Regions from separate parts of the Mus musculus genome. Here regions 2 and 3 are each linked to region 1. The links are chromatin contacts, called in public HiChIP or PLAC-seq maps. All regions are on one chromosome and are shown on one strand. The core of a region is the stretch at or near the end of the contact, and the rest is flanking DNA. Distances in the headings are between cores, read along the strand shown. Region 1 overlaps Map2k5 (mitogen-activated protein kinase kinase 5). Region 2 overlaps Smad3 (SMAD family member 3). Region 3 holds the start of Smad3 (SMAD family member 3).

What was found. HiChIP or PLAC-seq counts read pairs in DNA pulled down with a chosen protein or histone mark.
Region 2: a contact with region 1 is called in an H3K27ac HiChIP or PLAC-seq map of T-cell acute lymphoblastic leukemia, with 2.8 times the contacts expected there. The contact joins two enhancer-like sites. A contact is called at or near these places in 1 of 115 datasets of contacts at active chromatin or transcription factors (T-cell acute lymphoblastic leukemia) and 1 of 9 other capture datasets (embryonic stem cells).
Region 3: a contact with region 1 is called in an H3K27ac HiChIP or PLAC-seq map of T-cell acute lymphoblastic leukemia, with 3 times the contacts expected there. The contact joins the promoter of Smad3 here to the enhancer-like site in region 1. A contact is called at or near these places in 3 of 39 promoter capture datasets (embryonic stem cells and stem cell-derived epiblast-like cells) and 9 of 115 datasets of contacts at active chromatin or transcription factors (T-cell acute lymphoblastic leukemia, embryonic basal ganglia, embryonic forebrain and 6 more).

The regions. Positions count from the first base shown.
Region 1 is chr9:63,164,774-63,168,756 of GRCm38.p6, forward strand. All of the region lies in intron 21 of Map2k5 (mitogen-activated protein kinase kinase 5), which reads right to left. Among named protein-coding and RNA genes, the nearest start is that of Skor1, 20 kb to the left of the region's middle. Within about 2 kb of position 2,123, at least 2 of the 459 cell types and tissues checked have an H3K27ac peak or open chromatin away from gene starts, as enhancers often do. A contact at or near this core is called in T-cell acute lymphoblastic leukemia, where this site is marked.
Region 2 is chr9:63,719,478-63,723,497 of GRCm38.p6, forward strand. The region is part of intron 1 of Smad3 (SMAD family member 3); the gene reads right to left. Among named protein-coding and RNA genes, the nearest start is that of Gm51710, 10 kb to the right of the region's middle. Within about 2 kb of position 2,399, at least 151 of the 459 cell types and tissues checked have an H3K27ac peak or open chromatin away from gene starts, as enhancers often do. A contact at or near this core is called in T-cell acute lymphoblastic leukemia, where this site is marked.
Region 3 is chr9:63,756,074-63,759,738 of GRCm38.p6, forward strand. Smad3 (SMAD family member 3) reads right to left here and starts at 1,921. Exons shown (of 9, transcript NM_016769.4): 1 at 1,399-1,921. The coding sequence starts at 1,604.

The sequences.
Region 1 (3,983 bases), core at 873-3,372:
GTGCTTGAAGACAGGCTGGAGGACCTGCGTTTGACCTCTGGGACACATGTGGTATTAGTAGAGAACTGACTTTGGAAAGTTGTCCTCTGATCTACACACACACACACACACACACACACACACACACAAAACACACGCACTGGTACACACACATATATCATACTACATATAACATACCATACATACCACACCACACCTCCCCACACACCCACACCATCATCACTACCACCACCACAAACAAACTTGTGCTAAAAGAAAGGCAGGCTCAGTCCCATTTCCTAGCCTAGGTAGCTGAGGTTCTCTGCTCAGTTTCGAGCCATAGCTACTGGGCTAAGGCCTGGCCCCTGGGTGGCCAGGTTTCCGGCTCAGTTGCTGCCCAGAGAGCAAAGGATCATCTTGTCAGAGGCGTTGTCAGTCCCTGTTAGTTTCCTCCTTTGTCTCCTGCTCCCCTGTAAGTGAATCACAGTCTGCAAATGAAGGACAGACACGGGGTGGGCTCCAGGAGGGGGCAGCTGTCAAGAGGAGGGCCGAGGGCTGAGGCAATTCAGGGCAGAGGGCCGGACTTCAGAGGGGCCGGTTTTGTTTCCACATGATCCATCTCTAGTTCTAACCTACTTAAGCCCACAGCCAGGCCAGGTTATATTTATCCGGCAGCCCCCCCCTCTGTTCTGAAGCACTAAGATCACCATTCCCGACCTGAGGGTGTCTGGGGGCTTCCAGGGAAGGCCAGAAGCAATCAGGGACAAGCCACGGAGCTGTCAGGGCATCAGCAGGGAAGGAGGCTAGGAAGCATTGTTCCACTCACCAAGACTTTCAGCAGAAACTTTGTAGCCTCCATGAAAATCAGGCTCTGGAGAGTCACAGAAACTGAGCAAGGGGGCGGGGAGATGGACGACCCCTGATGTCCACCCCAACTCCTGCTTCTTTTCCTCGTCATCTGCCTTCTTTCCTGTTCCCCACTCCTGTTTTTCTGAGCCTCTCTCAGACTCTCTGTCCCTGCTGGCTCACAGGGCTTTGAGCTACTTTGCCAGTATACCTGGCTGTGATCTGTGGCTCCAACGAATAGTCAGGCCCTGGGTTGTGTTCTAGACATCCCAGTGGCCAGCAATAGCCTCACCACATGGCCATGGCTAAGAGAGGCGTGGATCTACTGTGTCCTGACCCCAGCACTTACCAGGCTCTGTGAGGACCAGGTGGAGCTTGGGGGTGGGAAGGGAGGAACACTACCCTAGCTCTCCAGCCTGGGGGCCCAGGCCTACACCTAAAGCCAGCTAGGTACCTATTGTTCCTCACTGCAATCTGTAGGGGTTACAGACATGAGTGTAGGACCCCAACAAAGGGCTACAGAAGCCAGGCTGCTGGGGGGGGGGCGCCTCTGTGTGGCACAGGTCTGGGTGGGAGTTGAACAAGAGGCACTCCATTTTGGCTTCCATGTGCTCTCCGGCTTGTACTAGCCCAGCCCTCTGCCTGCTTTCACATGGCTGCCTAGATAGATAGTCCTCTTCTTAAATTCCTGTGCATGTTTTTTCCAGATTTGGGAGAGTGACCCTGTGGCCTTCTGAAGAACAAAGACATAAGCTGTGCACTGGAGGATGGTCCCCTCCCCCCAGCCCAGAGTACCACAGTGTCACTTTCACAGAATGCTGGGTGACTTTGGGGCCATATGCTCCATCACGGTTGTCATCTGTCTGAGAACAGGCAGAGTGGAACTGAGGAGGGGAGTGGAGGCATCCCTTCTCAGTCCAGGAAGGGCTGACGGTTGTACAGTGGACAGCACTGCCTGGTGCCCTGGGATAGTTGAGAAGTGGACGGATCACCAGGTTGCTGACCTCCAGGTTTTGTGGAGGCACCTGCCCTTTCCTGACCCATGCGTGCCTGGGGGCTAACTCCATCTCTTGTGTACCTCTGATGAGGTAACTTAGATCACCACACACAAAAAAGAGAGGTTTTGTCCCCAGTCTTCACTGCCTGCTTTTGGGCAGGTATCTGAGAGGCAGATAAGGGAGTGAACTGCAGGAGACATGCACAAAGTGTGCCAACAGCCCTGTCTGCAGAGCTTGGCAGAAGCTGGGCAGCTTCTTGCTGGCTTCCTCACCAGGCAGTGGGAACTCTCATTTCCTGTGAGAGATCACAAGCCCAAATACAACAACTGAACTGGCAGGGGCTTCAGTCTTCCACAACACATACTCGGCACAGTGGATAAAGGTGTAATGAAGGCAAAAGATGGGGGCTGTGTCCAAAAGTGGGTCAGTGGAGTGAGCATCATCTGCCACAGACACCCTCCAAAGAGGAAGATGAGGAAGAGAGAGAGGAGGAGAAAGGGGAGGGGGAGGAGGAAGCACTGGCAACAACTGCTCTGTTAGGGAGGAAGAGCCATGCCATCCCCTGCATCCCATCCCTTCCCCTCCCCAGCCTGCTCCTGGTCTCTGATGTCCCAGCTTTTAGGTGATGGCTCTGTTTCTTGCTTGCATATCTATTACAGTAAGGTGCTTTCCTGCAGGAGAGACAGCAGGCCCTGCTGAGCCTTCTTTAAAAGGCGCAGGTGTGGCTGTTGTGTGGCAAGACTGGGGCTCCAAGCCTGGCTACCATGATGGGTGCTGCCTGAGACCCAGCAGCTGCTCTCCAAGTCCAGTGCTCAGTGACAGTCTCCCTGTCTGCCATTAGTTGGGATCTGAGTTTCATGTCATTTAAGAATTTGCCCTTTGGGGTGCCCACCTTTTTTTCTGTGTAAAGCTGCTTAGGAATACCACACATTTGAACTGAACTTGTACCTGGGCTGCAGGGCCTGGTACGATGTCTGATTCACAACTCCGCACAGTGCTTGTGGTATGGGAAAGAGATGCATGTGTGCGTGCAACCTAAATGTCCATCCCTACCCACCAGGCCTCTGTGTACAGGCACTGGCTGTTCTGCATCCGTACACAGCTAACGTGAACTTTCCTATACCAAGGCTTCAGAAACTCTGGACCAGGGCAAGGAGAGAGAGCAAGGGTGGTTTAAGAGCAGGACACTCTTTCTCCATGCTGCCTGCCTGTTTGCTGCTGCTCCTTGAGGTGGGCACAGCCAGTTTTGTCCTATTTGTTTAGAGTATTGTACATGCATAGGCACACTGACTCAGTGTGGGTAAAAGCTCACTCACATCCTCCTCACTGAGACTTGTGTGCCAGGCAGTGGCAATCAATGACACTGTGTATAAACATCACTCCCATCTTACAGATGAGGACACAAGACACACAAGATTAAATCCACAGAGCTGAACCTTTCTTTCCACTGACTCCAGTGCCCAACCCCGGGATTACACAACTTCCTCGTTGATCTGGAATGGGGTGGAAGGAATGGCACCTGCCTGCAGGAAAGGCTGGCCTCAAAGCATGGAGGACAGATGCCATCTGCCTGCTGAGGTCAGCCTCTCTGGATCTCAGAGTGACTGGCCCCAGAGCTGGAGGCCGGGGCAGAAGAACCATCAGAAGCTGGCTGGCAGTAGCAGCAGCAGCAGCAGCAGCCCCCAGCACTCCCGTAGTGGAGCTTGTCTGTCCTGCCCTTTCTAGGGCTCCTTCTGGTAGGTACCCTTCCTGTGGCACACTCTGCTACAGGTACAAAGTACCCTTGTCACAAAGTACCCCAGCACCCCTGGCTGGCTCCATCCCCCTAAAGCCTGTGCTTAGGTTGGGGTGGATCCAGGCCTCACCCACCCCTTCCCCACCAGCCACACAAGGTGGGCGGGGACATCTTAGCTCCTGTGGACACAGGCAAGGCTGGCCTAGGCCTCTTATTCATAGCCCAAATTAGCAGAGTACAACAAGCTTTGGAAGCCTGCTGGATGGGGCCATGCAGTGCCCAGACAGGTGCCTGTAAGGGTGGTCGGAGTGTCTGGAGAGGGTCTGTGAGGTTTGTTGGAGGGGGGGGGCTACAGGCATCTTCCTGAAGGATCCCACCTCCCCTCTCAGTCTGAGCCAGGGCTGTTAGGATCTACATGAGCTCAG
Region 2 (4,020 bases), core at 1,149-3,648, 550 kb after region 1:
TGTAATGAAGGCAGCGATACCATTGGCTCCCAAAGAAATTCTCTTACCCCCTATCCCAGTCACTTCTCAGCATCCCAGACTTGCAACGTGAGGGATCTCCCCAGTAGCCCTGCAGGGACGCCACGGCATTGCCTCTATACCCTTCCACCTGAAGTCCCCTCCACCGGACAAAGGTGTCTCTCTCAATGCAGAGGACAACTGTGGCAGAGAGGACCTTGCTCAACCTGTTTTCTAAGGAATAATCTGACTCCGAGAAATCAGGTGTCTTACTCAAAAGTCACACAGCAAAAGGAAGGCAAAAATCTAGGCCAGGGCTCTTTCTTGGCAGAGCCAAGTTGGCAAAGGCCCCTGAGAGACAATGGCTCCAGATCAGGTGGGTGACATTGAAGCCCTGGAGCAGTGCCACCAAGAAGCAAGATCAAACGCTCTGTGAAGTTTGCTTCACAGTTTGCTTCACACGTAGGCCACGGTCTGTCCTTCCTGCCCCTAGAAAGCAAGGGTCGGTGTTTCATGTGTGAGAAATGCTGGGTCCCAAGACACAGACCGGGAGGTTCCAGAGGCGCTCAGCAAACCCCAGCCCTGAAGGATTCGTTCACACATGCTGTGGGTTACACGTTCGTCTGGTCTGTGAGAAGGGAAGAGGGTGGGTGAAGCCCACACAGGAAGTGATTTCTGGTGTGACAATGACCATCGAGGAAACAAGATAACCAGATAGTGGGACTATAGTGATCCAGTATAAACCTGGCCACGTGTGCCAAATCCCTTGCCAAAGTCATCTGTTCTCTGCCACCTGCCATGACAGACGGGATTATGGGAAATGGGCTGGCAGGAGGGTACTGCCCACAGTGCATATGGATGCTTATAGAATATGCAGACGTGTGCCCCCTCCCGAGCCCCCGAAACAGAGGGTAACAGGGTCAGATGTTCTGAACTGGGACCCAAGCAAGGATGGCACAGAGCACGGCTTGAACCACTGAAGATGAATCAAAAGACAAGCCTTGGTTTGTTTGACCCATCAGTTGGTTTTCGACACTATTTACCTCAAAGCAATCCTCCTGCCTCAGCCTCTCAAGTGCTGGCTTTACAGTCATGAGCCACCATGCTTGACTTGCTTTTGGTCTTGTTTGAGACAGGGGTCTCACTCTGACCTGAAATCCATAATCCTCCTGCCTCAGCTTCTCAAGTGCTGGAATTATAAGTATGCCCCACCTCGCCCAACAGGATCCTTTCTTTGTAGAAGTCTAGCTTCTTCTATGATGAGGCATTCTGGCTAGCATGCCTCATCTCCCCAAGGGAGCTGCCACTCGGTGTACACACTGGCACCTACCCACTCCCATGAGAACAGGAAAGCCTGAACTCATTCATTCCCCAGCCTCTCCGAGGACAAGGAAGTGCCACTCACTGTGCTAGTGTAGCGTTTACAAAAGTTGAAAAATACCCACGCCGGCCCTGCCTGCCTGCCTGCCTGCCTGCCTGCCCTGGGTGACACTCTGGGCTGTTAGAGGCGGAGGAGGTATGGGGGTGAGCAGTCTGAAGTCTGATCTTATCTACTTTCCTGCCTTTGAACATTGCCACAACAAACCCAGCAGGCCAGGCTCTTTGAAAAGCAGGGCCTGTTACACACAGCTCAGCCCTGGCCCCCTTCCTTCCTCCAGGTCCCCTGGCTCCCTTCTGTACAATCTCCAATGGCCTGCAGGTCAACACCTTGGAAAAGGTAAAGCTACTCACTCCCTTAAATAAGACACATGGCCTCACTGATCAACCCACACTGAGTGCTTACTGAGGTCTAGAAACAAGCTAGACACAAAGAGAAAGGTACACAGTTGGCCCCCACATTGGCTACTAGAAGTGACAGAGTGCCAAGCTTCCCCGGGATTAACAGGAGATGGAAGTCATTATTGTTGGCTCAGTTCAGGCCCCTGTGTTCTGTTCAATAGATGCATAGAAAAACCATACAGGAGTAACGATCAGACATTGGACTGCTACACATGACAGGTCGAAGCTACCAGCATCTGAGATGAGAGGGCCGAGTGAGTAGCTGATGATGAGACAGAAGCCCAGACAGTGCTTGGAGTTCTGAGTTCCTATTTCTGGGCCAGTAGTGCCTAGTTCTCCACCTGTTCTAGGTTCCCTAAGGCAGGTCAGGTCACAGCTGGAACTCAATCATCCTTAACTCACATCTGCACAGGTCTCTGCTGCTTCCTTAAACTCTCTTCAACCCCATCCCTCACCACAGCACCTTGGACTTCCCCAAATGGTGGGAGGCAGGGGGAGGAGAGCAAGGCAGGCCCAAGACAGGGCTTCCGAACAGGGAACTCCAGCAGTCAGAACTGGGCGGATGAATGACACACGGGTAAGTTACCTTTGTGGAGAAGGGCCAAATTAATACATTCAAAAATATTTACTGAGCTCTGCGCCCTAGGCAGGAAGTGACTCAGCAGACATTCAGAGAAAGGAAAGGTGGTTAGAGAGAGAGCCGGGGGTAACCAAGGCAAGGGAGTGGAACCATTCTGGGAACAAAGGACAGAGAGAGAGAGAGAGAGAGAGAGAGAGAGAGAGAGAGAGAGAGAGAGAGAGAGAGAGAGAGAGAGAAGGGTGCGAGAGTCTGGGGCACACTCCGAGATACATGGCAGCCAATGGATGTGGCAGCAGGTGCATATAGCATACCCAAGAGGGACCAGGGTGAGCTCCAACTAGAAAGAGTGAAGACAGATCCAGATAGTGCTGGGCTCTGGAGACCTTTCAGTACCCAGCGAGGGGACCGGACCACATCCCAGTCCACATGAGCAGGATGAGTCCGGGTCCTACCTATCCACTGTGGTCTGCCCCTGCTAAGGCCATGGAGAAACTCAGGCTCGCACCTGTTTACCAGACTCTCACTCCGAAATTATCAGAATCCGTCCACATTCACCAGTCTGCACTAGCCCTGACCAGCACCCCAGGCAGACCCCAAATTCCTGCAGTGGAGGAAGGACCTGAATGTTCACACAAAACCCACTGGCTTCGAGAGGGTGGTTGGGCCAGCTCACTCTGAAAAGAGCCTCCTTTGGCATATTGCAAGTGGTTTTCACACATTTCTGGGCAAGGGCGTGGGACTGTGTGAACAACACGTTCCAAAAGGAAAAGCAGTGTGCAGTGGTCTCTTCTGACTCGCCCTACCTGTGACAGACTCCAGTGCATGCCCCCAGTGCACACACCTCAGCCCACCCCACCACGGCCTGACTAGCAAGGCAGGTCTAGAGGATCCTAAGGTCAATGCCACTCACTCACAACGCACTGACCTTCCAGGTGACCAGCAAGAATGCAATTAAATCTCAGGCCATTCCACATGAGCTCACCTTACCTCCATCTGGTCCGATAGAGCTAAGCAGGGTCGAGGCTGGTTAGTGTTTGGATGGGAGGATATGACTAATCCTTACAGGGAAGGGGCTGAGTCTTCACTAACTCTGCCTTCAACAAAACAGGTGCCTCGGACCCTGCGGTCAATGGCAGAACAGACCCCAGACATTCCAGGTCCAGTTTCCCAGGAGAACCCACTTCATCGTACAATCCCGCCTGCCCCTCAGTCCCGCCATCCCACAAACGCCTGCACAGGCAAGAAAGCCTGACAAGGCCATCGCCTCACACCCACTCCAGGGGACATGAAGGCTGGCATGCTAGTCATGCACAGGGTATGACAGCTAGGCTTGGACAGGAGAGGCTACTGCCCAAACGTCCCAGAGCTAATAAGACTCAGCACTTGTCATTCCTTGTCCCTGGGTCATACTTCAGTATACTTTCTCGGGATAGTGAAATTTCCAAGCTCCTGAAACCTTCTCTTACTTCTCCTAAAGATTAAATACACCTTTCACTCGGTGCCAGCTCAGCTTCCTCAGATGGCACCATCATAACTACGCTCACTGCCACTACCCGGGACAGCATACTAGAGAGCTGCTCCCGAGAGGACCGAGTCACACAGTCACATAGGGCTGGTTGAGCTTGAAGCCCTCTTCTGATACAGCAGTGTTTATAGAACTCACT
Region 3 (3,665 bases), core at 671-3,170, 590 kb after region 1:
ACCCCTAACGCCAGCTGGCAAAGGCTCAGCAGCCAAGCGTTCTTCCAGACCACATACTGCCTGCCTGCCCTCTCCTTTACAGGTGGAATCCACCCACTCAGGTTTGGGGGTTGTTAGATTTTTGCTTTTGTTGTGTTTTGTTTCTGTTTTCTTTAAGTGTCATTCCCACCATATGTGGTGTGTGCTTCTAGGGAAGGCCGACCCTGGGTTCCTGTGGACAGATGTTGTTTTGTGTCTTACTATCAGGGCTGGCAGCCCATACACAGCTGCCTTGAGCAGGTGGCCAAGGATGGAAGCTACCCCTGCCTAGACAGGTGATGACCTCTACTATCGTAGGCCTTCTTTCCATCCCTCTGCAGGCAGAACGCCCCCGCCCCCCCCCAAACATCCCCACCTGCCCCTCATCTGGAATCAGTCTTTAAAGGTGTTTGAGAAGAAACAAAACCAGAAGACTAAAGTGCTCTCACCGCATTGCCCAGACGCGGGTATGCTCTAGAAGGCCTTGGGAGTGAAGTCACTGACCCCTTCCATCAGCCATCTGTGAGCTCCCGCCGGACTCCTCTAGCCCGATGGGAAGGATAAAGGAGGTCAGGACAGATGGCAAAGCGCTTTGGGAAAATAGGCTCTACAGGAATGCAGGGCCGATGGGAGGCCAGCCCTGGGGTGTTTTGTTATCTGCCTGGAGCTGCCTGCTCCATTCTAGGCACCCGCATACTCTGGATTAAAAAGATCGCAAATCAGCAGGGGTGGGGTGGAAAGAGGGAAAGCCCCTACTTTCTGCCACTTGTTTCTCCCGCTTCAAAGTCGGTGCTCTGCTCTCCAACTAAGTGCGTGCGTGCATGCGTGCACAGGGGGCGGGAGGCTGGCACAACCAAATCTAAAAATACTCAGTAAAAATGCTAATCCCAAAGCAAAGAAAGAGCGAAGAAGGAATCTGTCAATCAACGGGCTCCCGCTCCTCACCCACAGCTGTACCGACTGCATTCCTGTAGACGAGGAAAAGAAGTGGGGGAACAGAGCTGAAGAAAAGAAAGGGACACACGCCACCACCTCCACGAGCGCGGGGCGGGAGGCGGCGGAGGAGGAGGGGCTCGGCCGGCAGAGCCGAACAAAGCGGGGCCTCCACTTGGAGCCCGAAGCCCCGAGAGTTGGGGGGCCAAGCTCAGAAACACCCCTGCTGCCCGGAAGCAGCTGGCGACCCTTGAGGTCTAGAAGCCAAAATGCTGCACGGAAGCCAGGTCTCTGAGGCTAGGCAAATCCGAAGGTTTTGTTTGGGGTCCCTCCACCCACTCCCCGTCCCCTACAGGCGCGCGCACACACGCGCACACGCCCTCCCTCTCCACCCGGGCCGCGCTAGGGGGCTGGGCCAGTGCGCCCCCAGCCGCTCTGGGACCCCACCTGGGGATGGTAATGCACTTGGTGTTCACGTTCTGCGTGGTGATGGCCTTCTCCAGCTCGTCCAACTGCCCCGTCTTCTTGAGCTTCTTCACCAAGCTCTTGACCGCCTTCTCGCACCACTTCTCCTCCTGCCCGTTCTGCTCGCCCTTCTTCCAACCCAGCAGGCGCTTCACGATCGGGGGGGTGAAGGGCAGGATGGACGACATGGCTGGCACCGAAGGGTCACCGGCGCCCCCGGCGGGGCTGGGCGCACTGGGGACGCCGGGGGCGCTCAGAGGCAGCTCGGCCCGCGCCTCGCCCGAACTTCGCTTTTAACTCTGGAGAACTTGCCCGGGCGTCCGGGCCAGGACTGCGGCGCTGCAGCTGCGGGGATCGGGAGCACGGCGGCGCCCGAGCTGCTCCACGCGGACCGACGGACTGACGGGCAGGCCCCGGACGCGCGGGGCGGAGGCGGCGGCCGCGAGACTCCAAGTGGCAGTAGAAAGTTTGGGTTTCCGCACGGGGTAGCTGTTTGGGTGCCGCCTCCGGGAAGGAAAGTCCAACCCCCAGCCAAACTTTGCTGGCCTGGATGGCTTTGGTGCGCAGATCCCTCCGCCTCTGCAGCGCTGCTCCTCCTCCTCCTCCTCCTCTGCGATCGCCGCCTTGCAGGGCCAGCCAGGGCCGAGCAGCCGCGCTACCCGCTCCTCTCCCGCCCGCTCCCAAGTCTACGTTTCACGCAGCTCCGCGTGCAGCCTCCTTCCCAGCGCAGTCGCCGCCCCCTCGCTGCCGGGGCTCCCCGCTCCTCCCCCGCGCCCTGCTCCGGGGAGGACCCGCGGCCTTCCCCGCCCAGCGCCGCCAAGCGCGCCCACGTGGGCCACCGGGTAGGGCGGCCGCCAGCTCTGCCAAGTGCCGAGGGACCGGACTCCTGGGGACTCGCCGCCCCACAGACTCTCAGATACCGTTGCAGGAACTAGAGAGGATTAGACTCACAGGGAACAGGCACTGTCCGTCAAGGGCTGGCTGCACTCCGGAGAGGACTCGGGCGCGGTGAGGGGTTCAGAAAAGCTCCGGGCCCAGGAAGTTGGGGCACGCTGATCTCGCTCAGTGGCCAGAGCTGCTTTAGGTGGTTTTTTGTTTTGTTTTTGTTTTCCTGCTGGGTGAGATCAGAACGGCCGACTGCCTGAGACTGCGGAGGAGGGAGTTGGAAAAGGGGAGAGGGAGACTTAAAAGGAGTTAAGAGACCTCAGTGACAACTTGAACAATAGCTGGAGCCAGGGGTCCCTTGGGCCCAGTGAACCAAGCTTTTTGCAGAAAACGGGCCTCAAAGACATCTGTTGCGTTCCTGAAGGAATGAATGGGGGTGCTTTAGGATTTTTCTTTGGAGGAGGGGAGAGAATTAACATTTCAGGGTGTTACTGAAGTTCCGAAATTCGACACCAAACAAGTAAGAGAGCTTTTGTTTACAAAGCAATGAACTCGCACACACAAAGAGCAAGCCGGAGAGGACTCGAGAAGTTTATTCAAAGTTAGCCTAGGTGGGAAGCCAAGAGAACCTGACTTTGAGTAGCCCTAGGGGCTTTACTGCAGACTAGACGAATTCAGGGCTGGTTGCCCACGGTCCCTCCACGGATTTGGGGCGTTACATTAGACCCTCTGCTCCTTTATCCTGTTTCAGCCTCCCTATCAGGCTAGCCCAGATGCTTAGAGTGTGCTTGGTTTTGCGCACGCGCGAACACACACACACCTATTTCTCTCCCGTGGTGAGAAACAAGTTATTTGCAAACCAAGATCCGGTGCGCTTTACGAAGCCCTATGAAGTGTGGCTCGTCCCACAGAGTCAGCCCTGAAGCTTCAGGGGCCCCCTGCTCTGTCCTCGAGGCTGCCCCACCACCAACCGCCAGCGGCAGCTTGTCAGGGGTTGTGGTTTCCCTCCTTCCACCTCCCTGGTAAGTCCTGAAAGGAAGACCCCTGAGGCTCAGTAGACCTCAGCAAGCCGGTTCCTGCAAACCAGTTAGATGGTGGCTGCAGCCTCCCTTCCACTTGCTGCTAGAGACTATAAGGAAGGAGGTCCTTTTTGTTTTGTTTCAAGACAGGGTTTCTCTGTGTAGCTCTGACTGTCCTAAAACTCGCTCTATAGACCAGAGCAAAGCTGGCCTCGAACAGAGATCTGCCTGCCTGTGCCTTACTTGGCATTAAAGGTGGGCAGTCTTCACTGCTGTGTTCAAACAGATACCAATCACTGCCGTTAAAAGCCTGAGAGGCACAGCACCAAGGGTCAGAGCCAGGAT